4 separate regions of the Mus musculus genome follow, and regions 1, 3 and 4 are each linked to region 2. A link is a contact called in public promoter capture Hi-C data. All regions are on one chromosome and are shown on one strand. The core of a region is the stretch at or near the end of the contact, and the rest is flanking DNA. Distances in the headings are between cores, read along the strand shown. Region 1 holds the start of Ccdc158 (coiled-coil domain containing 158). Region 2 holds the start of Cxcl2 (chemokine (C-X-C motif) ligand 2). Region 3 holds the start of Npffr2 (neuropeptide FF receptor 2). Region 4 holds the start of Cxcl9 (chemokine (C-X-C motif) ligand 9).

Region 1 (5,933 bases), core at 2,099-4,598, 1.8 Mb before region 2:
TCCACACTTTCCAAGCTTAGTTACCAGCACCTATATGGTGGCTCACAACCACCTGTAATCTAGTTTGAGGGGATACAACTCCATTTTCTGGCCCCAAGGGCACCAGGCACGAATGTTGTACATATATGTTCATGCAAGAAAAACTCTCGTACAAATAACATAAACCTTTTTTAAAAAGCTCTATTTGCTTATACATATGAGCAGTGCCTACAGCAGATAAGACCATAGACACAGAAACTAGAACAATGATTGCTGGGGTTGGAGAAACTAGAATATAATAAGCACCAAGTTCCAGCTGGGGAAGAACGAAGTTTCAGAGAGGACTGGTTATAACAAAACAAAAACCAAATACAATAAACAAACAAACAAAAAACCAGCAAAAGAGTGTGTGAGCTAATGCCACTTATAATAAAAATGCCAAAAATGGGCCCCTGGGCCAGTGAGACAGCATAATGGGTAAATGTACTTGTAGCCAAATCTGACCGACTGGCTTTAATATCTGGGACACATATGGTGGAAGGCAGGAGCCAAGGCCTGCAAGGTGCCCTCTGACCACAACATGTGCTCTACACAAATAAACAAACAAATAAATGTAATTTTCAAAAGGTTTAAATAATCATTGTATGTATATTTTAACATACGTTTAAATGATAGTGTTGTTGGAGTTGTGATATATATATGATATACATATATGTATATGTATGGGATATATATGGGATATGTGGCATACATATTTAAAATACTGTTCTAAGCAACTGTGTTACATTAAAATGTATATAAAACAACCATATATATACATATATATACACATACATACCATATGTAGGTGTGTATTTTGCAGCATTTGCATAGCATTTATGATTGGAGTATGATTCCTAGAACAACAGGGGAAAAATGCTCAGTAGCATGGCTGGAGAGATGACTCAGTGGTTTAAGAGCACTGGCTGTTCTTGTAATGAAATGTGATTGGAATCACAACTGCCTGTGACTCCAGTCCCAGGGAATACAACACCTCCTTGGTGCAAAGACATACACACACACACACTATATATATATATATATGACACCCACACACAACACATTTAAAAATTTTAAAACAAAGAAACAAAAAACCAAGATGATATATTATTCATCACTCATCACTTAAGCCTGGTGCCTATCAACGTCTGTGCAATAATGAATGGCTGCTTAAGGAATCCTGGACCCCTTCCTTCCTCTTTAAGCTCTTTGTTCTATAAGGCAAGGAGGTGTTGTTTTTATACAGTTCTTGCCCTGCAAGTATGAAGACTGGAGTTTGGGTCCTCAGCACCCACATATTCAAAAGCTTGGGGAGACAGAGACAGGAGGCTCTCTGGGTCTTGCTGGTGGGTCAGTCTAGCCAACTGTGAGCTCCAGGCTCAGTAAGAGACCCTATCTCAGGAACTAAGGTGGAACCCGCAGTATGGCTCAGCTGGGAAAGGGACTCACCTAGCAAGCTTGACTCCCTGTGTTTGGTCCCAGAACCTATGTAAAAAGGCAGAGGGAAAGCTCTCTCCGAGGAAGATACCCCACACTGACCTCTGAGCTCCACTTGCACCCCTACTATAGTTAATGCTCTCTAGAGGAACAGAGTGAATGCATATTTAGGCTTTACTACTTCACCTTTCACAGTAAGGTCTGTATCCCTCTGAAGAGGCTGAAAACCCAGGACCTAGTTAGTGTATAAGGCTGGGTGCCTTAGCAATCCTAGGCTGGTACAGGAGGTGTGGGGAGCCCCTGGTCTTCAGTCCACATGGGAAGGCTAAAGAAACTGGGTTCTGATGGTAACAAAGGATGGTAGGGACAACCACAAACTCACCTTTGGAAGGTTTCCCTTCCACCCCTCCTAACTGGGCTAGGACCCACATTTAGGCTGAGGCTTCCTAAGTCACATAGCCCGATCAAGAGAAGAAAAAACTTTATTCAGGGTACAAACACACACAAAATGAGACAGCAATAAGAGTCACGTGTTAGGTAATTAAAATGTTTTATGCCAAAAGAACACACTTATGTTTTGATAGAAATGAAAAGGTTTAAAGGAAACTAATTGGAACTTGTTTTCAGTCTAGTCACAGAGGCTAGCCATTTATCGTCCTGCTTAGTGATTATAATTTCCTGTTTATGTACTTGACGCTATAGTCCTAGTTGTTTCCAAGGCAGTAAGCGGTATGACAAAAGTCTTCAATGGTACTTCATAAAAGGTTACAATTTGTAACTGCATTACATAAAAGTGTTTGATATTTATAGTCAATTTATACACTGTATATGTGTTGTACTACTTAACCTTGATAGTTAACAGAATCCAACATCACAAAGCAAAAGTTGATCTATACACTTCTGTAAGAGCATAGTCTAAGAGGCAGAAGGATTCCAAGTTTGTGGCCACCCTAGGCTACGTAGGGAGTCTCTGTCTTCAAAACAATAACAAACGCTACAGGTTGTATCTCTCATCTTCCGCCTCTTTGGAACTCTTTCTTTGGGATGCTAATTTGAACAGCACGCTGGAGTCTGAGTGTATAGTCGTTATAACGACAGAGTAACCGAAGCACAGAAGAGGAAACAGCTCTCCGAAGGCAGAAAGGTCAGTTATCCGAAGAACTCTGAACCTGAAAAAACAGTCCGGACGGAAGTGCAACTTAAAAGCACAGGCTAAGCACAGGCGAGCTGCAAAATGCAAGTTATTCTGTTAGCTTGAACAGGCAGGGGTGGGGTGGGTTAGGGGGAGTAGACTGCACATGTGAATAAGGATGTCAGCCTGCCCCTCTCTCTGAGCGCTGGTAACAGAGAGGATCTGTGCCATTTGGTAGCTGGGAGGATCTTTGTGGGGTCTTTGTGAGGACGACAGGAGAGTGAGGCTAGATAAGGAGCCGGGTTGCAGGGCAGTAGTAAGCGAAGAAATGTGGCTTGTTGGGCCTCCCTGGTTGCCTTGGCGACGGGGTAGGGGAGCGGGGAGCACGTAGCAGTCCGGGGGCGTGGTCTTACAGGCTGCCTGCCCCGCCCCCTCACGGGCAGCGCTCTCTCAGGCCCCGCCCCTCTTCTTCTGCCTCAGCCTCCCCTCTCCCCTCTCCCCTCTCCGGTCCAGCCCTCCTCCTCACGCCCCGCCTTTTCTCGTACCTCAGCCTTCCGGCTTCTCTCACGCCCCGCCCTCCTTACGCCCCGCCCTTCCCTCACACCCCGCCCCCTTTCTCCCTAAGTTCCTCGCCGCCAACCGTCAGACCGGGCTTGCGCTCCGCAGAAGCAGGGAGCTCGAGGCCTCGAGGTGGCCGGTCGGGTGCCGTGGTAAGGTAGCTGCGCGGGGTCGCGGTCTCGGGTGCAGTGAGAGCCGACAGGGTCTCGCAGGTGCGGCCGCGGCCCCCGCGGACATGCGGCCGGTCTCTTAGGGCTAGGTGTTGTTAGCAGGTATGCGGACGGAGTGCGCCTCGGGGTACAGGGAAGGGTCGTTCTCCTTGAGGACCTGGATCGACTCCTGTTCCTTCTGGAACTTTCCATGGCCTTATGGTCACACGTGGAAGCAGCCCAATCACTTTGTACAGCTGTTTTCCACTTTGTACACTGTCCCTGTTCTCCAGGGGCAGTGGCGGGAAACCTGGGTCTTCGTGACTGCAGAGTCACTTGCAGAATTCTTTGAGTCCAACAGGACTGCTCCCTGCTCACTTTTGTTCCGGCCTGGCTCCTGGGAATCTCTGGAAGAGATGGGAAACTGTGGGGACAGACAGTGGAGTCTCGGGCTGTCACCAGTATTTCGTCCCACATGAGACTGTGTGACTGTAGCCTCTTGATAATCCACTTCAGGTCCTAGACTTTCCACCTCAGCAACAGCCTCCTTTCCCACAACACTTGCAGAAGTCCCCAATTGAGCGGTCCTAGGCATTGCTCCTGTTAAATGTCAGGTTGGCTTTAAGGTCACGGGAATGCAGAAAACAAGTAAGTGGTGTGGGCTGTTCCTCGGTGTGTTTTGGCTGATAACTACATAAGAAAAAAAGGTCCAGAGTGTTGAATCTTCCCAGAGGGTGAGTTAGACAGGGCTGCTAATGTGTGTATACCTATGGTCTATGGGAGTGGGAAAGTTGAGGCAGAGATCTGAAATGCCAACCTCTGTGCCACGTTTTTCATTTTTTTAAAGATGTATTTTTATTTTATGTTAATTTAGTATTTTGCCTGCCTGTGTGTAAGGGCACCATGTGGGTGCCTGATGCCTGTGGTGGCTAGAAGGGGTTGTGGGATTCCCTGGAACTGGACTTACAGAAGGTTTTGAGCAGCCATGCAGGTGCTGGGACCTGGACACTGGCAGCAAGTGCTCTAAGGCCTAGCCATCATTCCAGTCCCATATTTTAAATTTTAATACAGTTATCTATTCATTTTAGTTGAGTGTGAACTACATTTAGAGGCTGTTTACCCTCTAAATGTAGTTGTTAAAGATTTATTTGATGTATCTACAAGGCCTTTGCTTGCTGTTTTAGTTTCGGGGGTGACTCTGTTCTTCTGTATTAGAGTGATCCACTTTAAAACTCTAGAATCTAAAGCTGGTGTGGTGGTGCACACCTTGAATTCTAGCACTCAGGAGGCAGAGGCAGGCAGATCTCTGTGAGGTCTCCATAGAGAGCTCCAGGCCAGCCAGGGCTATGTAGAGAGACCCTGACTTAAAATACAAAAACAAACAAACCTATAGCATCCATTTAAAAGGGCCTTTTTCGAAACCACCTATCCCCAGAGGGCATGGGGTTAACTGTATGGCCTTACAAGCCAAATACTGGCCACCTAAAAAGTTAGCTCTTAATCTCTGGAGCCTGGAAGTGTCTTTGAGAAAGGTTTTGCATATGTGACTTAAATCAAGAATTTGTTTTTAAATTTTGGATTTATTTTTGTGTATGAGTGTTTTGCCTGCATGTATGTATGTATGTATGCCATGTTAGTGTTTGTTGCTCACAGAGGTCAGAAAAGGGCATCAGATTTCCTGGAACTGTAGTTACTGATGGTGGTATATATACTATCATGTGGGTGCTGGGAACCAAACCCAGATCCTCTGCAAGAGCAATGCGTGCTCTTAACTATGGAATCATCTCTAGCCTCAATGCCAACATCTTGGAAGGGAGGGATCATCTTAAATTATGTTTGTCCTCAATGTAAACTCTCGGATCATAGAGAAGCAGAAGGAGGTGGGGAAGAAGATAAGACTACAAAGGCAGAGACTAATGTGGCTAAATCTAGGACATATGTAGAGATGATAAGTACAATGAAATGCATTAAAATTTATCCAGGACAACTTAAACAGATCCATCCTCCTTTGCATTTGCCTGTAACTAGAGTTAGCCATAAAAAGTGTCTTTTGTGAATTTTCTGTAGGAAATCATGGGATGTTGGAAATTTTAGAGATGTACTGGTCAAATGCTTTGCCCAGGCAAAGGCATCCAGTAGCCATTGTCATTGCAGCAAGTCCTCAGCTTGAACACTGCAGAGAAGCCCATGATGTGTACACTTGGGACTTGGGTGGCAGAAAGCCCACTACTCACATGAAAGGAGAGAACTGACTCCATCCAAAAAGTTGTCCTCTGACTTCAACACACAGGCCATGGTACACACATGTCTCTGCTGTCACAAACACACACAAATAATAAAGAAATAAACTTGTTATATACAAGTATTTCCAAACCTTAAATGTTAAAAATTTATAAATTCAACTTTTGGGGAGCAGTAAATTTTAGTCAGTGAAGTAGATTAATAAGCAAATTTCATTTTTCAGGTGTTAATAGAAGAAACTGAAAATAAGAATATCCAGAAATTAAGGTATCTCTTATTTTACTAATTATCGGTTAATAGTTTTGAAAATGTGAATCATTGAACTTGATGAGTAGCTAACCTGGAATATCTAACTATAAAAGCAACAAGAGCTCTGTATCTGTGGCTTTCAGACTGGG
Region 2 (6,248 bases), core at 505-3,004:
TCCGACTGCATCTATTTGTCCCCACCCCCACCCCTTATCCCCAGTCTCTTTCACTGTGTGGGTGGGATGTAGCTAGTTCCCAACTCACCCTCTCCCCAGAAACTAATGAATAAATAGGTTTAAAAATTTATCACCTTCCAACTATATAAGTTAAATAACTTTAATTGAACACATTAAACATTATTAAAATAAACTTTAACATATTAAAATGACCTTTTAAGATATTACAGTGAATTAGCGAATGCATATCTTTAAATATCAAAATAAACATAACAACATCTGGGCAATGGAATTAATAAATAAATAAATACATAGATAAATAAATAAGTGAACTCTCAGACAGCGAGGCACATCAGGTACGATCCAGGCTTCCCGGGTGCTGTTTGTTTTTTTCTTTCTCTTTGGTTCTTCCGTTGAGGGACAGCAGCCCAGGCTCCTCCTTTCCAGGTCAGTTAGCCTTGCCTCTGTGATGAGAAAATGGTTGCTGTTAGTGGGTATCTTAAAGGCGGGTTGCAGAGCCCCCTTCTTTTGACTTCATCCTGGACCTTGGTTTACTCTCCAAACGAAACCATCTCTAGCCTCCACAAGGGACCTGCTACCTATTGCTGGACTTTCCAGCAATAAACACTCTGGGCGCTTTGAAACTAGAATAGTAGAGCTGGCGTTACAATTGTACCAGCTTGAACCTTTCCAAATGATGTTAAGAGTAAAAATGTCAAGGCATGACTTCGCGTACGTTGTAAACAAGAACAATACCTATTGCTTTTTCACTGAACTCAGTCAGGATAAGAGCGAGAGCCTACACCTGAATTTCAAGCCTCTCACTGGAAACCCCAGCTCTTCTTCATCGGGAAGCCTTAGAGGCTCACCTTGACCAAAACCAAGAGTTAGACTTTACAGCCCACAGACATGGAAAGGGCAGGGGTAAAGTATTGAATCTTAATAGATAACAGGCTTTACACCAGCGCTAGTTGGTTCTATCTACTTAATTCTTAGGGACACACAGCGACCATCCATTAAGGAAGGACTTTTACGTGTGTAGATGAAAGGAGCTAGTCGTACCCTTCTATCAATTCAAACTGATGCTCACAGGACAAAGTTAACAATGAAAATAATAATTCAGGTTCCTGAACTGAAGTTAACCTTGATTTTCCCTGCTATAATTTTCAGAAATCGGGTGCCAGTCAGGTGTAAGCACAAATCGCGACTCACTTGTTCAGTATCTTTTGGATGATTTTCTGAACCAGGGGGGCTTCAGGGTCAAGGCAAACTTTTTGACCGCCCTTGAGAGTGGCTCTGCAGAGAGATGTGGGGATCATTATAAGGCACGAGGTTTCTTTAGGGTGAGCATGGGGCGGCAGGAGGGTCTGGGCAACTCTGGCCATGGCAGAGGCTATCCAGGGAGACACTCACATGACTTCTGTCTGGGCGCAGTGGGGTCCTGGGGGCGTCACACTCAAGCTCTGGATGTTCTTGAAGTCAACCCTTGGCAGGGTCTTCAGGCATTGACAGCGCAGTTCACTGGCCACAACAGCCCCTGTAGGAGAAGACACTGGGTCAGAAGGGCTGGGGATGGCTGCGCCCACCTGAGGCTTCCCCAGAAACATCAGCCTCGAATCCGAATCCCACCTGTAGCCTGGTGGTTGGTGGCCAGCAGCAGCAGCAGGACCAGTGCAGCACTGAGGAGCCGGCAGGTGGGAGGGGCCATGGCGCTAGGCTGAAGTGTGGCTGGAGTCTGGAGTGCCCGAGGAAGCTTGTTGGAGGCACTGAGGCGCAGTCTGGGGCTCTGAGGTCCCGAGAGCTCCTTTTATGCACGATGTCTGGAAAAGCCCGGGGACCAGGGAAATTCCCTGAGCTCAGGGTCCCCTCATCAGGAAGCACAGAGCCCCGCCCCTAAGCTGAGTGGGTTGGGGACACGCGCGCGTGAGCTGCCTGCCTCATTCTACTGCCCTGCCCTTCCACTATGGGACCCTGGGATGTCCTTCCCCAAATCCTCAAAAGGAAGGAAGTGATGTCTGCGCTGAAGTGACCACCTGCTAGAGGACAGTGGTTACTGAGCTATGTCATCAGTGGAGACCTAACAGTTTGGGGAACTTTAGTCATTAGGACTGAAGAAATTAAGGTGTGTGTGTGTTCAAGCGTGAACGCGCGGGGGATGGGGGATTGCTTCTCTATTAGTTACATACTCATAGATAGTACTAGATGAAGATTTATTTACGTCTGCGTAAGTACACCGTTGAAATTTAGTCATCTCAGGCTGTACACAAGAGTGCATTGTTCCTGCGGTGTACTGAGCACGAGTAAATCACATTTTGTGTCATATCCTTCTACCCGACTTGGGGCCGTGGGGGGGGGGGGGGGAGATGTGTCAAAAGCTTAATTCATGTTTAACCTAGGACAAAGTGTTGTAATCTCATATAACTTCCTCTGTGAAATTCTGGAACTTCCGAGGCTCTTCCAGTGTGCTGGTGAGCACCACATCAGCTGTAAGAGATTTTCATGAATTCAAGAAACAGAGACTTGGTGGTCTCTCGGCGGTCTCCAGCTGCAGGAGGCAAGGGCTCTCCTGGGGACAGTCTACTCGCCAGTCAGTGCTGACACCTAGAGGAGGTAGCGCCCTTCACATGTCCGCTTCACAACAAACGTGTACCTGTATCTGTGAAATATTTAGATGCCAGATTTCAATCTCTCTCTCTCTCTCTCTCTCTCTCTCTCTCTCTCTCTCTCTCTCTCTCTCTCTCTCTCTCTCCCTTTGTTATCGAGGCAAATCTAGCCCCCCCCACACACACACTGTATACATCCATTCTTGTCCCAGTGATTTGATTTCTCCACTAGAGGATCATATTGAGCTTTCACTGATTGTGACAAACTATTGTAGCCCTCAGTTCTAGCCTTTGTCTTTCACTAGCTCATTTTTCTCACCCTGGGTTTTATTTCTTGGTCATCTAGAACACAAGTTGTAGATAGTTGTGGGTCTGAGTGCAGCTCTCTGAGAGCCATGTGGTCGTTTTACAGAGAAGCGTGTGAGAGGCAGGAGGATATTCAAAGCTGCCAGAGAGGAAATGCTGTGCCACTAGATACTGGGACATAGACACCCACCTGTGACCAATGTGCTAGCTTCTTATCTTTGAAATGCACCCAAATAACTGTCTCAAAATGTTCAGATGAATAAATGTTAATGTTTCTAAAAACTCACTGTATAAATGCTAAGGTAAAAAAAAAAAAACACAAAAACAAAATTTGTTTTTGCCTCCATATTACTAAAACAAGACTCACCTAAGAGTTAAAGCCACACACTCACACACACAAACACAAATAATTCTTGAAAAGCAAAACAATTTCCTATTCGTTTTTGCCCCCCACCCCCACCCCTTAGGAGATAATTTGGAGCAGGGATTGATGGCAAACACATTTAACCCTAGCCCTCGGCAGATAGAGGCGCCCAGATCTCTGTGAGCTCCAGGCGATGGGGGCTGTATAACGAAACTCTGTCTCAGGGGGAAAAAAGAATTTAGATGAGTCTCTTACCTAATTTAATTGGTTTATCAACTAAAACTACAAAATCTGAATGAACATACTCATCTCAATTACTAGTAAAATTTATAAAGAATTAGATGTTTCCTGAGATAAGTGATTCTTAGGTTTAGGAGAATTGTGGGGTTTTATTTATTTATTTATTTATTTATTTAATGTTTGTATCTCATGGCTCAACTTTGGCTTTCCTAATGTTTAAAATCGGTGAAGTGGCAGAACATCTGGGTGTTGTACTCCCAGTAAGACTTTACATTTGTAGAATGAACGTGGTGTATTTAACACATATGTATGCTTTGTCCTCCCCCCCCCCCCCGCCCTCCCAAATTAATATACATCCTCTTCAGAACTGAAGCCGGTGGAAATTGGAGCTTCTAAGAGGCATTTTATTCATGGACATTTTATTCATGGGTTTTAACTGCCTAGATAAGGCTCACAGACTTCTGTGGATTTAATGTGACCACTTTATCAGGTTTTTAACTGAAATATTTGCCTTCAGTATTATCAGGATGCTGGTCAGCCCATTAGTATCTTTATGATAGTAGAAAACAGAAACTATCTGCTGTAGGGATTTCCAGGTGCAATCTGATATGTTGACATAAGGAAATACTCAGAGAGAATAGAATAAAGTACCGGGTTCCTACAGCAGTCTCTGAAGCATACAATGTTTCAAAAAGTAATTACTAAATATATACCAGTAAAGACAGAGTAAAGCAACAGTTGCTTACAAAATGGAATACTAGCATTTTTTTTCCTTCTAACACAATATCCATCTTCATAGCCAGTCCCTAACAACCTTTGACTTGCTGTTTTTGAAGCTTTAAAGAGAAATAACATTATACTAAAATAATTCAATTTTTTCTGGAAGTGTTAAGTACCAGCTCCAGCCAATTACATTTGGTATGAATAAAATGACAAATTCTATGCCCAAACTTTAAAGTCATACTATCAATTTGAAAGGAATGGAACCACCACGAAACATTCACTTATCATCCTTTGATGTTTTACACATGCGAGATCTTTTAAGTCCAGAGCTGTGCTCATCCTGAGCGTAGATGACGCTGCAGGGATGGTCTGGTGGTGGATGCTGTTTTTCCTACTTGCTACCAGGAATCAAGATGTCTGCCAGCCCTCTTTCAGTTAGTGCTTCCTGAATTACGAATCAATCTAGCTGAGGGAACAATAGTGACATCATTATGATGCGTTAAATCCCTCGACTCAGGGATAGAGAGATGACTCAGCAGTTAGGAGCCCTTGCTGTTTATTCAGAGGATTATTATCCAGTTCCCCAGAACTGGCCTTTGTGGGTACCAGACATGCATGTGATACCCGTATATGTATTTAGGTAAGCACTCATCTGCATATAATGAAAATGAATGATTAAAACGTGTCTAGATCTCTCAGTTCATTCAATCCAAAGCATCTATGAGTGCATCTCTAATACGCTCTTCTTTTATGCCTGATTCTAAGCATTTTCTTGCTGACTTTTGATGACAGAGTCCTCACTATCCTTTGAGAAGCAAGACTCCAGTCCCTGCTGTCTCTCTCTCTCTCTTCCCAGTCTGGGTTCAAGACAAGTGATCTACGGCACAGCTCTGGAAGTAAGCGGACAGACTCACGGAGCATTTGCCAGTCCTTTGTGGCTGAGCCTCAACGTTGTAGAGGCCTTGGTAAGCTTGCCAGCAGGCAAATGATGTAATCATGTCCAAGTCAGAAAAAAAAAATCCCTCTGGTCCTTTCTGTCAGGAAATGATTTTTTAGAAAATACAAAACAGGTCCTTACTTCCTGCTGGGTCGCAGCTGGCAAGCCAGCACCTTGGAGTTCTGCCAGAGCTTGATCTGGGAGAGGCTGCTTGAAGCTGAGGCAGTCTAGAGAAAAGCCACCTATCCCGCCCAAGTGAGACCAGTCACCAGGTGTACGCTTTGAGCTTGGAAATTCTGCCTTCCACCCACTCTCACCTGGCTTTAGGTATCCCAGAAAGACCAATTGATTCTCTTTTTCATTCAGTCCATCTCGCCTGCAGTTGTGTGTTACGGACTCCGCTTATTGATAGATTCTCTCTCAAGACGGACGTTTCAGCTTGCTTTTAAACTTCCTCTCTCCTTTTCTCTCAGCATTTTCAATGTAAGTTCTCAAGATTTATAATGTAAGAATGAAGTTAGGTGCCTTGGACACCGAGAGAGGTAGGTGACCCTGTGACCCTGGACCTCTCCTTTCAATCGGGAAGATACATACCTGAGGGGGGAAGACGCAGAAACCCAACAGAGGCTGTGATAAGCTATGTGAGACACATTCAAGGTATTTGGAGAAAAACGGTGATAATCCAGTTCCCACTGTGGCATTGGGAGCTCTTTCAGACACAGAGGACCTTCTCTGTTCTGACAATGTTAAAGAAGCCTTCCAGGGAAAGGAGATAATTCCGAGAGGCAGGAAACCTTCTGAAGGGAAAGGACAGAGCAAGCAAAGACTTGTTTGAAAGGTGCATAGGCGAAGTGGGAGCAGCAGCAGATCACAGGCCAGTTCCTCCCCTCGGTCCTTTGTGAATCTGGACTAAAAAGATGAAGATCCTGCATGGACCGTGTCCCATAGTCAACCAGACTTTGGACCAGGACTCAGCAATCAGTGTACCTGAGACTTTGCCCTAAAGTACCTTTCCCTGCCACAAAGCTGGACTTCCTGAGGCATGCCTGTTTGTAATGTTTTCCAGCTTCTCTCC
Region 3 (6,267 bases), core at 3,417-5,916, 1.4 Mb after region 2:
AGGCCCATTGGACTTGCAAACTTTATATGCCCCAGTACAGGGGAATACCAGGGCCAAAAAGGGGGAGTGGGTGGGCAGGGGAGTGGGGGTGGGTGGATATGGGGGACTTTTGGTATAGCATTGGAAATGTAAATGAGTTAAATACCTAATAAAAAATGGAAAAAAAAAAAAAAAAAAAAGAAAATATTTAAGGAAGCTTTTCCACTTGAGGAAAGTTGACTTTAAGGCATGAAGGAGAACCATGATAAGATGAAGAGGCAGCCCAGAGAAAAAATTCCCCTGTAGACCTGTGGTACCCAGGTTCCAGGTAAAACTCCTGTTTGATGTGAGTGGCAAGACCACAAGGGAAAGGCTGAGGGATCTGCCCATGCCTGGTAACCTACTTGCTTTACAAGGAGTTCTTACCAGAAAGAGCTCCAATCTACTCTAGTGGCAGTGTGCACTAACTATGCAAAGCTAAGAAAGGGAAAGGGAGAGGAGAAGCGTTAAATGAAGTAAAAACTTCAATTAAAAAAAAAAGTCTCTACTTTAAGGGAAAAATTAAGTGGAAATTTTCTGAGAAATTCTGGGTGCTTTGGGCACATGTTTCGTTGTCTATATTTAACAAGGTGATTGAGAGCAGTCTCTGAAAGTATAAATAATCAGTTAAGAGTCGCTCCCCACTCGATCCCCAGGACACAAGAATCACGAGGTCATGAGCAAACTTAATTTGAAAGTTTTCCTCATTGAATTTTGGTTCTCAGGGGTAAACTCTAATATAGACAGCTATTGGATTTTACTGGCTTTCTGGTAAGGCTAAATTACAAAAAGGTTCATCTTGTTTCTTTAGCTTTCCTCTAGATAAACATCCTATGTTGGAAGGAAAAAAAATCCTTATACCAATTAAATTTGTAAAGCTTACTTGAGCAAAACAAAACAATTCATGAGTCAGGTACCTCCTAGAACAAGAGCCCTTGAGGCAGTTCCAGCCAAAGGCATCAGACGACATTTGTAAAAAGACAAGTAGATCACACAGAAAATCATTTCGTTGGCTACAGCCTAGTCAATCAACCAGCTAATTGATTACAGCTAACCTACTTGTTTAGGGCATACTCACCTGGCAGAGGACTTTCTACAATCAACAAAACCTAGTTATGATGATTGAACTGGATAATTGCTTTAGTCTGTTGGGGGTCTGTTGTGTGTGCCCAATCCATACCCAAGACTTCCCAGGAAATATCACTACCAGACACTCAGTATGAACTGGGACTGCTATTTTTTCACTGTTGGAAGATCATGGGCAGACATAAGCTCAATCCCAACTTCTGGCCCACTCTATCCTAGTGTGAGCCGAGTGTGAGCAAAGACTGCACAAAGGACTCTTTGGTTAACAAGAACATGGAATTGCCCGCCAGACACATACAGAAATCGGTACTTGAATTATAAACCCGAAACTGCTGTAAACTCTGCAGTGTAGAATTTAAATGTGGCTGGAGGAGATCATGACTTCATTAATCCTGGTGCCTATGCCAGGAAATGTGTTTACTTTGAGCAATCTTTGAAACCTTCATCCAATAAATTAAGAAGAACTGCGTTTCTTTCCAATCTCTAAAATCACGAAGGTGAAATGGGATCACGGACAGGGAGTTCTTCCCTAAGGTTGGCTAGTACTACTTCATTTGACTTTGGGCAATTGTTAGTGTTTTCTGACCCTGGAGAGATTTCTAACAGCTGGAAACAGCATGGGTCTGCTTGGTTAGTCCTCTGGAGATCTAAAAACAGAGCAATTAGAGTGAGGGATAGAAGGAAGGAGCCTTCATTCAAATGGAAAGTGCTTTGATCCAGAAATTGGGGGGAGGGGGACAGCCCAGACACAAAAGTAGGTGCCCCTTCTGTAGCCCAAGGAGAAAATAAACGAGGGCATGCCTTCATAATATTTAGAAATTAAAATTTTATGTGGCAACAGTTACTTAAAGGAAACTTTTTTGTTGTTGTTTTTTGTTGTTGTTGTTTTTTTAAGACCGTTGGCACAATTTCAATTGTGGGTTTATGTGGTTTGGACTGTGGTTATTCCTGATGGCTATTATTGATCCTATCTGGTTTGCTTAGAGGGAAAGAAGCTGAACTTGATATGAGAAACTGACTTAAGATATGTTTTCTCCAGCCAGGCGTGGTGGCGCACGCCTTTAATCCCAGCACTCAGGAGGCAGAGGCAGAAGCAGGTGGATTTCTGAGTTCGAGGCCAGCCTGGTCTACAGAGTGAGTTCTAGGACAGCCAGGGCTATACAGAGAAACCCTGTCTCAAAAAACCAAAAGACAAACAAACAAACAAACAAAAAGATATGTTTTCTCAGTTTTGTGTATCAGTGAAATACATTTAATATTTGTGCTTTCCAGAGCCACGGTGGCTTTTTTATGTGTGGAAGGTGGGGGAGGAACTCCTGGGCAAAGTGTTAATAAATACACACTCAACACAAAGAGGCTCTGGCTTGCTCTTTTCTGGGACCCAGTGTACACTCTATGGTAGTGGCTGTCCTGGTCAAGAGCCCCCAGTCCCTGGAGGAACACCTCTCCATTTTGCCAGAGGCTGAGATCTCCTCTGATTTGTCAGAGATTGGCTCTCTGGAGAAGATCACAATGCATCTGACTTGTACCAGAGGCTGCAGCCAGATAGATCACCCTATTAGATCTTCCCAACGGACCATTCTATAAAGAAACTAATGACTTCTAGGACCTCCCCGAGGGCATTGCCTCTTCAGTGGCAAGGCGAGGTCAGAGAAGCCCTCTTATTCTATAATCTCTGCCTTTCTCCCAGGGAAAACCAAGGACTTCTAAAGCCTAAAAGGACTGTAGTGGTCTGAGTCTAACCTCCTTGTGTGTTTTAAACAGCACTAGAGACAGCAAATTACTTGCTTGAGGCAGAAAGTAATGGGCAGGGGGCGGGGCAGGGGCCGTGTGTGAGACTGAAGTGAGAGAGCTTGTCTCTAGGCTTGGAAGTGTGTGCTTCAGGCTCTACAAGCCACAGGAAGGATGTGAAACTCTATCTGCTGCGACCCCTGTAACCCATGGCAAGGGTTGAGGGGTTTCTTGAGTCCTTAATATTCAATTTCAGGGCAGCTAGAAAAAAAGTCTCTCAAGAGCCATTTTTAATCCCACAATGCTAGAGTTTAAAAAGCAAACACAAACAGAAAAGAAAATAAATCAGCTGTTATCATCAAATTAATATTAAGCATGGAATTGTCCAGGGTATAATCTGCTAAGACTGCTAATACTATTCAATGTTTTCAAACATGCATGACAGTGTTCACCCAAAATCCATTCCACCTCTCAATTAAAGAAGCATGCTACAAAATAAACAATTGCTGGTTTCTGAGGCTTATAGAAACTAAGTTCTTAGTCGGTGTCTGAAATGCAGCTGGAAATCCTTATTGCGACGCAGAGGCATTTGCAAGCTTGCCTCCCCAACCCCACTCCAGAATCCAAGTTCAATAACAACTGCAGCACACTGCAGTAAGTTCTCCAGGCACAAACTGCTTGCTGGCTTAGGGTGAATTTGTGTCTGGTGAATTTGAATCTGTATACTCTACACATTTCAGGTTAATAACACCCAAGTTTTAATAGTAACACGTGCCTTTCAAGATAACGAAGTGTGCAGTGATGGCGATATTTTATTAAATCAGGCATCTGCAACAGTTCTTTTCTTTTCTTTTCTTTTCTTTTTTTTTTTTTTTTTTTTTTTTGGTTTTTTTTTTCGAGACAGGGTTTCTCTGTATAGCCCTGGCTGTCCTGGAACTCACTTTGTAGACCAGGCTGGCCTCGAACTCAGAAATCTACCTGCCTCTGCCTCCTGACTGCTGGGATTAAAGGCGTGCACCATCACGCCTGGCTTGCAACAGTTCTTAAGAGGAAAACTTAAAGTTTGCACGCTGTGGCCACTCAATTGTGCTATTGATAAATCTTATCTTTGAGCATTCTATGGAAATGTTGCAGATTCAGCTGTAACTTATGATGTTATTACTTTTTCCCAACTTATTTTCAATTGGTTCAAGCAAGAAACAAAAATATATCCTTCACAGCTCTTCACACATTGATTTGTTCATCCTTTCTCCTTATCAATTGCAAATGGCTTAGATATGTGCTATAAAGAAAATTCAGATACTCCGCTCAAAGAAATTTGAATATCTTGATTTAAAAGAAACCCTTTCATTGTTCACGTTATATTTAATATTGTTTAAAATGAATGTTTGAAATATCGCCATCCTGGCTGGAGAGAAATGAGAAGTAAATGTATTTTTGTGCCTTGGTTCTAATTACAGGAGAGTGTTTTCCTCTACTTCATTACCAGACCCCTCAAGGTCCCAGGACTGCACTGCACTGCTTGCTGATTTGACACAAAAGAAATCCCATCAATGTCTTCACTTAGCCCCGTGTGTTGTCCTGCGCACATTATAGTTTTCCTGGCGAACCCAGCCACACAAACCAAGCCTGGTCCAGAAAGACCACTGCTAAGCATCATCTTGGTGAAGCAAAGGAACTGCGAAGGACATTTTTGTTAGCATCTCCAAGGAGATCCACTTACCTTCCTAAGGAGATTCAACAAGTTTGCCAGTGTTCACCTGGAGAGAGGTTGGGGAACTTCGAGGATGAGAAAGAACCGCCATTCGCCATCCTAGCCAGGTCCCATCTCTCTGAAGAACTCAGACGCCCAGGGGGAGGGGCGGAGCAGCGCAGGGAAACCCCCAGGATAAACTTTGGCCTGGGACCAGACCAAAGCTCCTGGGATAGTATCCAGAGAGCTCAAGGAGCCTAAAAGGCTCTAGGGAAAGGCCAAGAGTAAAACGGAGAATTCATGTCACGGAGACTAGTGGTGACCCTGAGAAGGGAAATCCCACCCATGCCAAGAGCCCAGGCAGTCTCCCCCGTGCCCTCACCTGTTCCTGGGCAAGGACAGATTCCCAACCCTGTTGAAAGCAGAAGCCAAGCGGAGCCTGAGCAACAGGTTCTGTCTGGTTCGCGGGCTCTGCTCTACCAGGTGACCTAGGTGCGACTGGCTAGCCACTTCCCTCTGCAGCGGGGCTGACGCCGGCGGGCTCTGCACTCTCCGCTCTTGCTGCACTCTCAGAACTGCACTGGTCGGTCAGCTGCTGGTTAGTCACAGCGCAGCTACTCTCAGCCTGCTTAGGGGCGGCTGGGTAGCTTGTGAATTCAGAATCTCTGCGCTGCAAAAGAAGGGAAGCTGCTCTGATTACTGCCTCCTGGGAAGGCTTGCCTTGTTTAATCCTCTAGGTGTCTGTTTCTTTTTGCTGCAAAAAGACAACTGGTGATAATCTTAGTAGGTTCTTTAAGAACTAAACGGATAGCCACCCTTAAGTATGCCAGAATGGTCGTGGTACATATTAATCATTCGTTGATTTTTGTTAAGTTCTCATAACAGCGAGAATTCCATTTTAGATTACAAATGAATCCTCACCTCCACTGCTCTCTTTGTCCTCGTAGCTTGAAAGACCTCACTGAGGTTCTGGAAGTGTGGATTCTCATAGCCACCAATAGGGACAAGGAGAGCCCTGCGGTGACGCTAACACAATTTCTTCGAAGTTGCAAATGACTAAGAGAAGTCACGCTTAAAATAGGATGTATTAATTCAGAGATTCACAGGGTGAATGAAAAAGTTAAAGACTCTTTCAAGGAGTGGCAAGGGTACGATCAAGGGGATCAAGGGGATCAAGGATGCGAGTCTGGTCCGGGTAAGACACTAACAGCTATGAGAAGCCATAGGGAATTCTCCATCCACAAAGCACCACGGCTTTTGTGCAAGATCATGGGGGTGGCGTTTCAATCACACTAGAGGCTGCCAGTAAAGGAATACTTGGTTGGGGAGTAATAGTCTTCTCTCTCTCTCTCTCTCTCTCTCTCTCTCTCTCTCTCTCTCTCTCTCTCTCTCCAGTCCTCCCTTCCTCCCTCCCTCTTTGCCCCCCCATCGCTCTCTCTTTGCATGCCCTGTGTGTATTTCTGTGTATGTGTGTGTGTGTGTATTTCTGTGTGTGTGTTTCTCTTTCTCTCTCTCTCTCTCTCTCTCTCTCTCTCTCTCTCTCTCTCTCTCTCTCTCTGTGTGTGTGTGTGTGTGTGTGTGTGTGTGTGTTTACATCCCAATTGTGAGTAAATTGAGAGTCCAGGTAGAAATAAGTAAGACTTTACAAGTTCAAGATCAGGGTCTGAGAGAATTTAAAAGCTTTTGGAGGAACTGGCAGCTATACCAGGACTAAAAGGCAGATAGATAGCTGAGAGGAG
Region 4 (5,816 bases), core at 1,153-3,652, 1.4 Mb before region 2:
TTTATTCTAAAACATACATTCCTTAAGGATGTGGGGAGATTATGCTCCAAGGAAAGCCATCAGTCTTGGAAGGCTAAAAAGCAACAACAACAACAAAAACAATGAAAACCTCTTAAACATTAGTGGGGTGGGGGCTGGGGAGATGGCTCAGTGGGTAAGACTGACTGCCTTTCAGAAGGTCATGAGTTCAAACCCCAGCAACCACATGGTGGCTCACAACCACCCGTAATGAGATCTGACGCCCATTTTTGGTGCGTCTGAACTTATATATAATAATAAGGAGCCAGCAGGGACTGAGGGAGCAGGGCCAACCACCGGAACAAGCAGGGTTGACCAGAGCAAGCAGAGGTCCTAAAAATTCAATTCCCAGCAACTACATGAAGGTTCACAACCATCTGTACAGCTACAGTGTACTCACATACATAAAAACAAAACAAAACAACGACAGTGGGGCACAGGATGCAGATCTACAATTCCAATATTCATAAGGCCAAGGCAGGAGAATGACCTGCTCAAAGTCAGCCTGCTATACATAGTGAGACCTTGACCTTATCTTTTAAAAAAATCTGTATTACAATGATTAATGCCCAATTAAGGTTCAACCTCACCCTAAAAAGTCTATTTCTTAGCACATATTATAATAATATAGAGTATATAGTATATCTATTACAACAATATATTATATATTATGAATATTCCATTTCTCTCTTTAGGGAGAAATTCACTTTTGTGTTTTAGTTAGGTTCCATATGATTTTCCTTCTGATTTTGGTTTATTTATTTCAAACTTTAGTTAGGTTCCATATGGTTTTCCATAGGGAAGGAGAATACATAATGAAAAAGTTGGTAAAGATTGTTTAGATGTCTTTTACCTTGACTTGGGAAATAGTTTTAGTTTTTATTTTCCCAAGATTAAGGTACACCTTGGGTTGTAGCACTGCCTGCTAACTGAAGACTCTCGAGAACTGCCTACAACTCCATCAAACCAGCTGGTTCTCGGAGAGGAAGAATAAATGGGAAGAAAGCTAGACAGAACAGAGAGGAGCGAAAACGTAATTTACATCATAGTTGTACATTTTTTCCAGACACATTTAAAAGGAAGATGTGTGAGCTGTTTCGCTGAAACTCTGGTCCAGCCGTCTCTAGAGGAGATAAGAAAGAATAGAAAGTCTGCGTGGAGATGGTCAAAGTCTAGACATGTGTAGCCAATTACAGAACAATACCATATCTTAGCTATTAACTTTCCCTTCTATTAATGAGTGCACTCAATGATTTTGTGAAATAAAGCCAAAGAATTCTAGTAATTTTTGCCAGTCCTACCTTAATTAATGACTGTGTGAAGTAGAGCAAAAGAATTTTTTTTAATACTTTGTCTTATTTAATATTTTGCCAGTCTTATCCAGCATTTGGCCAGCCCCGTTGCAATACTTTCATTATGTCCTACTAAGGTACTATTATCTAGTCGTGACATATCAAAGGACTATATATATATATATATATATATATATATATATATATATATAGCACCAATACGTACATTCACTTTTGTTTTTATTTGCTCCTTTTTCTCAGATCCTGTTTTGAAAGGGTGGTTGTTGGCTTTGTTCCTCCATCCTGTTGTTTTGTGTACGTGGATCTTTCCTCCAGTTTGCATCCTGTCCCAGAAGGCAAATTGGGCATTCTCTGAGGAAGCTTGATATCACTTCTCTTGCTGTCATGCTAACTTGTTTTAATTCCAACAGCTACAAGAATTTGGACCAACCAGAGCATCTTTCACAACTACTCTATTTTAAAAAAAAAAATCTTTGCTGTTGAATGCCACTTTCTATCCGTAGCTTCTTTAAAGTCCTTAGAAAATGCTCGTGAACATGTGCTTTCTCACTTCACAGTCCTACCGTGAGTGACACAGACATCTCGTGAAACATCTGGAAAAGGTAGCAGGGAACGGGACAGCAGTAGCTTATGCAACTAATCTAGCAATTACAATGATAGGAAACTGTAGCCACGGTGAGACGAAATGGATTTACCCTCAACAAATTAAGAAGCTTTGACTTGTGAGGAAAGGCAGTTTGAGTCGCCATATAGTGTCATGTCCCACGTGGGAAGTACATCTCCAACCTTCATTGTACAACATTAATATAGTCATTGTATAATCTATTCCACATCCAGGTAGCAACTTTGCCTGGGGGTGGTTTCACATCCCTTACTATAAACTCCCCGTTTATGTGAAATGGAAGTAGAACATGCAGAAATTCCCTGGGATCTGAGAGTAGGGTTTTCCCCAGGACGATCAATTTGTGGTTAGTTTAGTTCTTCTAGGTCAGCTGAGGAGACCAGCCAATCAGAGACGGGAAGGAAAAGGGATTTCCTAAATAAATATGATCCCCAAGAACATGCTCTCTAAAGACATTCTCGGACTTCACTCCAACACAGTGACTCAATAGAACTCAGCTCTGCCATGAAGTCCGCTGTTCTTTTCCTCTTGGGCATCATCTTCCTGGAGCAGTGTGGAGTTCGAGGTGAGGAGTTTTACGTTAGTAAGTTCTGAGGACTGAATCACCGTAAAAGCCTTCTCAGGCCAGCAGATAAAGCTGAATGTCTTGCATGCAATAAAAAGTAATACTGTTTGGTCATCAAAGCAGTTAGATGCTGTGAGCAGTTATCCAAAGGTCGTAATCTATACCTGCCAAGTTAAATATGCCTTCTTGGCGTAGGTATTGTGAGTTCCCAATGAGGGTTCAAAGCATATTTAAATGTTTTAATAATGAAAAAACATTTCTCAGATGTAAAGGGGATTCTGGGTGCTTTACTTCGAATTTATCCTGTGAAATATTTCATCCGCAGCCCTGGCAACAGAGAGTGACATAAGAGATCCTTTTCTAAGTTGTCTCCTGCATCACTTTCCTCAACCGATGCTGTGCACTGATAAGAATGTCTGTGGTTAACCAACTGAGAATTCAGAAGTCAGAGAGATTGCCTTTGACCTCCTTATTCATGACTTTGCTTACTTCGGACAAAAAAAAAAAACCTTCCTAGAGAGCGTTTTCCACGTGTGTAAAGTAGGTGTGCCATAGTTACTGTGTGTTGGCAAAACCTGTGTAAATAGACACTGACCTGGGTAAGCAATAAGGGATGGAGACATAGGTTTAAAGAGACTTTTCAGAGCAGTGAGGATGAGAGGGAATAGGATTGAAATGGTAATCAATTGTTGTAAGTAGAGCTTTCTGTCCACACCTACATCAACTCCATGACCCCAGTAGCAAGAAGTAGATTGAGGAACTGCTTAAGAAACCGGTCCCCGTAGTACTGACAGGTTGCATATATGTGTGTCTAACAGTAGGGATTTAAGTATGATGGAGGTTTTCTCTTCTTCCAAGGTTGTGAAGTGATGTTGTTAAGAACTCTAAATGACCTAAAATGAAGTTCTTCCCCTGCTCCCTTTTGCTAAATGACTTTGCCCTTAACCTTGGCTTCCTGGTATACAGAATGGAAATACCACCTACCTTGAAAAGCAGTCACAGACACTCAGTCGCAGCAATAGTGACTGAGACAAGCCTCATTCGAAAGGATGTCATTCTAAGTAATGTGCATTATCTTCCGCCTAGGAACCCTAGTGATAAGGAATGCACGATGCTCCTGCATCAGCACCAGCCGAGGCACGATCCACTACAAATCCCTCAAAGACCTCAAACAGTTTGCCCCAAGCCCCAATTGCAACAAAACTGAAATCATGTAAGTAAATGCTCCCAACGCATGCATCCTACACTGGACTTAGTGGGATTCTCACCCTCAGCTTGCTTACTTGTTCATGTAGGCAGGAGGCCCCCCCATAAATCTGTCTACTCCTTTTCTTTCTTCCTCTTCAAAATAAGAAATTTCTTCTGGAAACTGAAAATGGAAGATGACATATCTTTAAATAATAAAATGTGCGGTTAATACCTTAGTCTGTTTAGTTTACACATTAGACTTTATCTTAAGTAAGGCATATAGGTACGTAGGTACCATCTGAGAGTGTAGGAACCTGGACATCTTCCCTACAGGGGAGGAGAAGTTGCCATTTGTAATTTGTTTTTTCCTTAACAGAATAACAACGACAGTTTCTCATGACAATTAATTTTCTCTAAAAATGCCATACTTGTCAGTTGTCTGGGGGTGCTAGGGTTGAACCTAGGATTTTGCACAGGCTATGCATGTACTCTCTCTCTACTTAACCCTAACCCTGAATCCTAAAAGCGGCATTTAAAATTTTTTTGAGGGGTTGCAGAGAGATGGCTGAGAGGTTAAGAGGACCCGAGTTTGGTTTCTATTACCCACAGTGTACAACTCACAACCATCTGTAACTCCACCCCAGAGATCCTATCCCTTCTTCTGGATTCTGTGGTCAGCTGCACACTAGTACACATACACATGCAGAGACACAAAGAAGTTAAAAATAAAATAAATTTTAACCCATACTTTGTATGTTCAAGAACACATCCCACAGCATGCATACAGCAATCAGAACAACTTGGTGGAGTCGGTTTTCTCTTCTGTCCTAATTTGGGGTTCTGGGGTTGACTCAGCTCTCTGGGCTTATGAGGCAAGTATGCTTAGCAGTCACATCAACTCCCTGGCCTAATAATGACTTTTGATGGCTAAGCTGTTTTACATCATATTGATAAGCCATAATTTGTATAGCACATGGCCCATTGCTAGAAACAACGGTTATGTTTAAAAAAAATTCACTGTTGTCAGACTATTACTGTTGTAGGATTGTGTTTAATTCTTTCCTAGTAATTCTTTTCTAGAGACTAGAATTTCGTGTTTGTTTTGTTTTGAGACAGAGTCTTGCTAGGTAGCCAAGGCTGACTTCAGTCCACGTGAATGCTGGGATTCCAGGAATAAACCACCATTCCAAGCCTCTTAGAAATCAGAACTATGAAATTAAAGGATATATAATATTATATAATATATTTATATGTGTGTATGTATGTATACGATATAAAGGATATAAATATATACACATACATATATAAAGGATATAAATATATATATACATACATGTATGTAATATATTTGACCTTTGACAACTAAAATAAGGAATTCTATATAGAATAGCCATTATTATTCTCAAGCTATACAGAGAAATTAATTTTTAGAAATTGAGGTTTCTCCTGAAAAATCTGCTACAGTTTTTAAAAATATACCTGTTAATCTTAGGAAGACGTTTTGCCACATTTTAAGTGGTTTCACTGGAAAACTCAATAAAATGCACGTTTTCCTCCACTGTTTCTACTAAGAATTATGAAGTTGTTACTGGGGGGAGAAAGCTCACTGGTGTTTCTTTGGCACAGTGCTACACTGAAGAACGGAGATCAAACCTGCCTAGATCCGGACTCGGCAAATGTGAAGAAGCTGATGAAAGAATGGGAAAAGAAGGTTGGTGGGGGAGGAACCCAAATGGCTTTCTTTCAGAGGTCAGCTCACAAAGTCAGCAGATCCTGGGCACACCCATTAAGGACCCATTTTCCATCCTTTTGAATAGCATCAACTAGTAAGACACTAAGGATTCAAAATTAATAAGCTATCACCCCTCCCCCATATAGCAGATAGTCATTAACAATGTATAAAAATCAACAGACGTGGTGAGAGACATTTAGAATAAATAGTGTGTACATGAGAACTTTGAGAATTATGATGGAAAGGGTAATTGACTTGACCAAGAGACAATATAGAAAGTATTAAGGTAGACTTCTCCTATCAAGTGATCTCTGATCTGGATCTTTGAGGATAAGACATTTACCAGGCAGTTAATTAAGTACAGTGTGGGCGTTGGTG

Evidence for each region. Promoter capture Hi-C pulls out the DNA fragments that hold promoters and counts their contacts.
Region 1: a promoter capture Hi-C map of pre-B cells shows a contact between it and region 2, with 7 times the contacts expected there. The contact joins the promoter of Ccdc158 here to the promoter of Cxcl2 in region 2. A contact is called at or near these places in 1 of 39 promoter capture datasets (pre-B cells) and 1 of 9 other capture datasets (liver).
Region 3: a promoter capture Hi-C map of hippocampal neurons shows a contact between it and region 2, with 3 times the contacts expected there. The contact joins the promoter of Npffr2 here to the promoter of Cxcl2 in region 2.
Region 4: a promoter capture Hi-C map of the C10 cell line shows a contact between it and region 2, with 4 times the contacts expected there. The contact joins the promoter of Cxcl9 here to the promoter of Cxcl2 in region 2. A contact is called at or near these places in 2 of 39 promoter capture datasets (the 3T3-L1 cell line and the C10 cell line) and 1 of 9 other capture datasets (macrophages).

The regions. Positions count from the first base shown.
Region 1 is chr5:92,672,542-92,678,474 of GRCm38.p6, reverse strand. It overlaps Ccdc158 (coiled-coil domain containing 158), which reads left to right and starts at 3,348. Exons shown (of 25, transcript NM_001360018.1): 1 at 3,348-3,417; 2 at 5,759-5,802.
Region 2 is chr5:90,899,405-90,905,652 of GRCm38.p6, reverse strand. It overlaps Cxcl2 (chemokine (C-X-C motif) ligand 2), which reads right to left and starts at 1,754. Exons shown (of 4, transcript NM_009140.2): 1 at 1,630-1,754; 2 at 1,414-1,537; 3 at 1,213-1,296; 4 at 1-464. The coding sequence starts at 1,708. The coding sequence ends at 449.
Region 3 is chr5:89,525,828-89,532,094 of GRCm38.p6, reverse strand. It overlaps Npffr2 (neuropeptide FF receptor 2), which reads right to left and starts at 4,666. Exons shown (of 4, transcript NM_133192.3): 1 at 4,559-4,666.
Region 4 is chr5:92,324,665-92,330,480 of GRCm38.p6, reverse strand. Cxcl9 (chemokine (C-X-C motif) ligand 9) reads left to right here and starts at 2,402. Exons shown (of 4, transcript NM_008599.4): 1 at 2,402-2,518; 2 at 3,605-3,731; 3 at 5,333-5,417. The coding sequence starts at 2,458.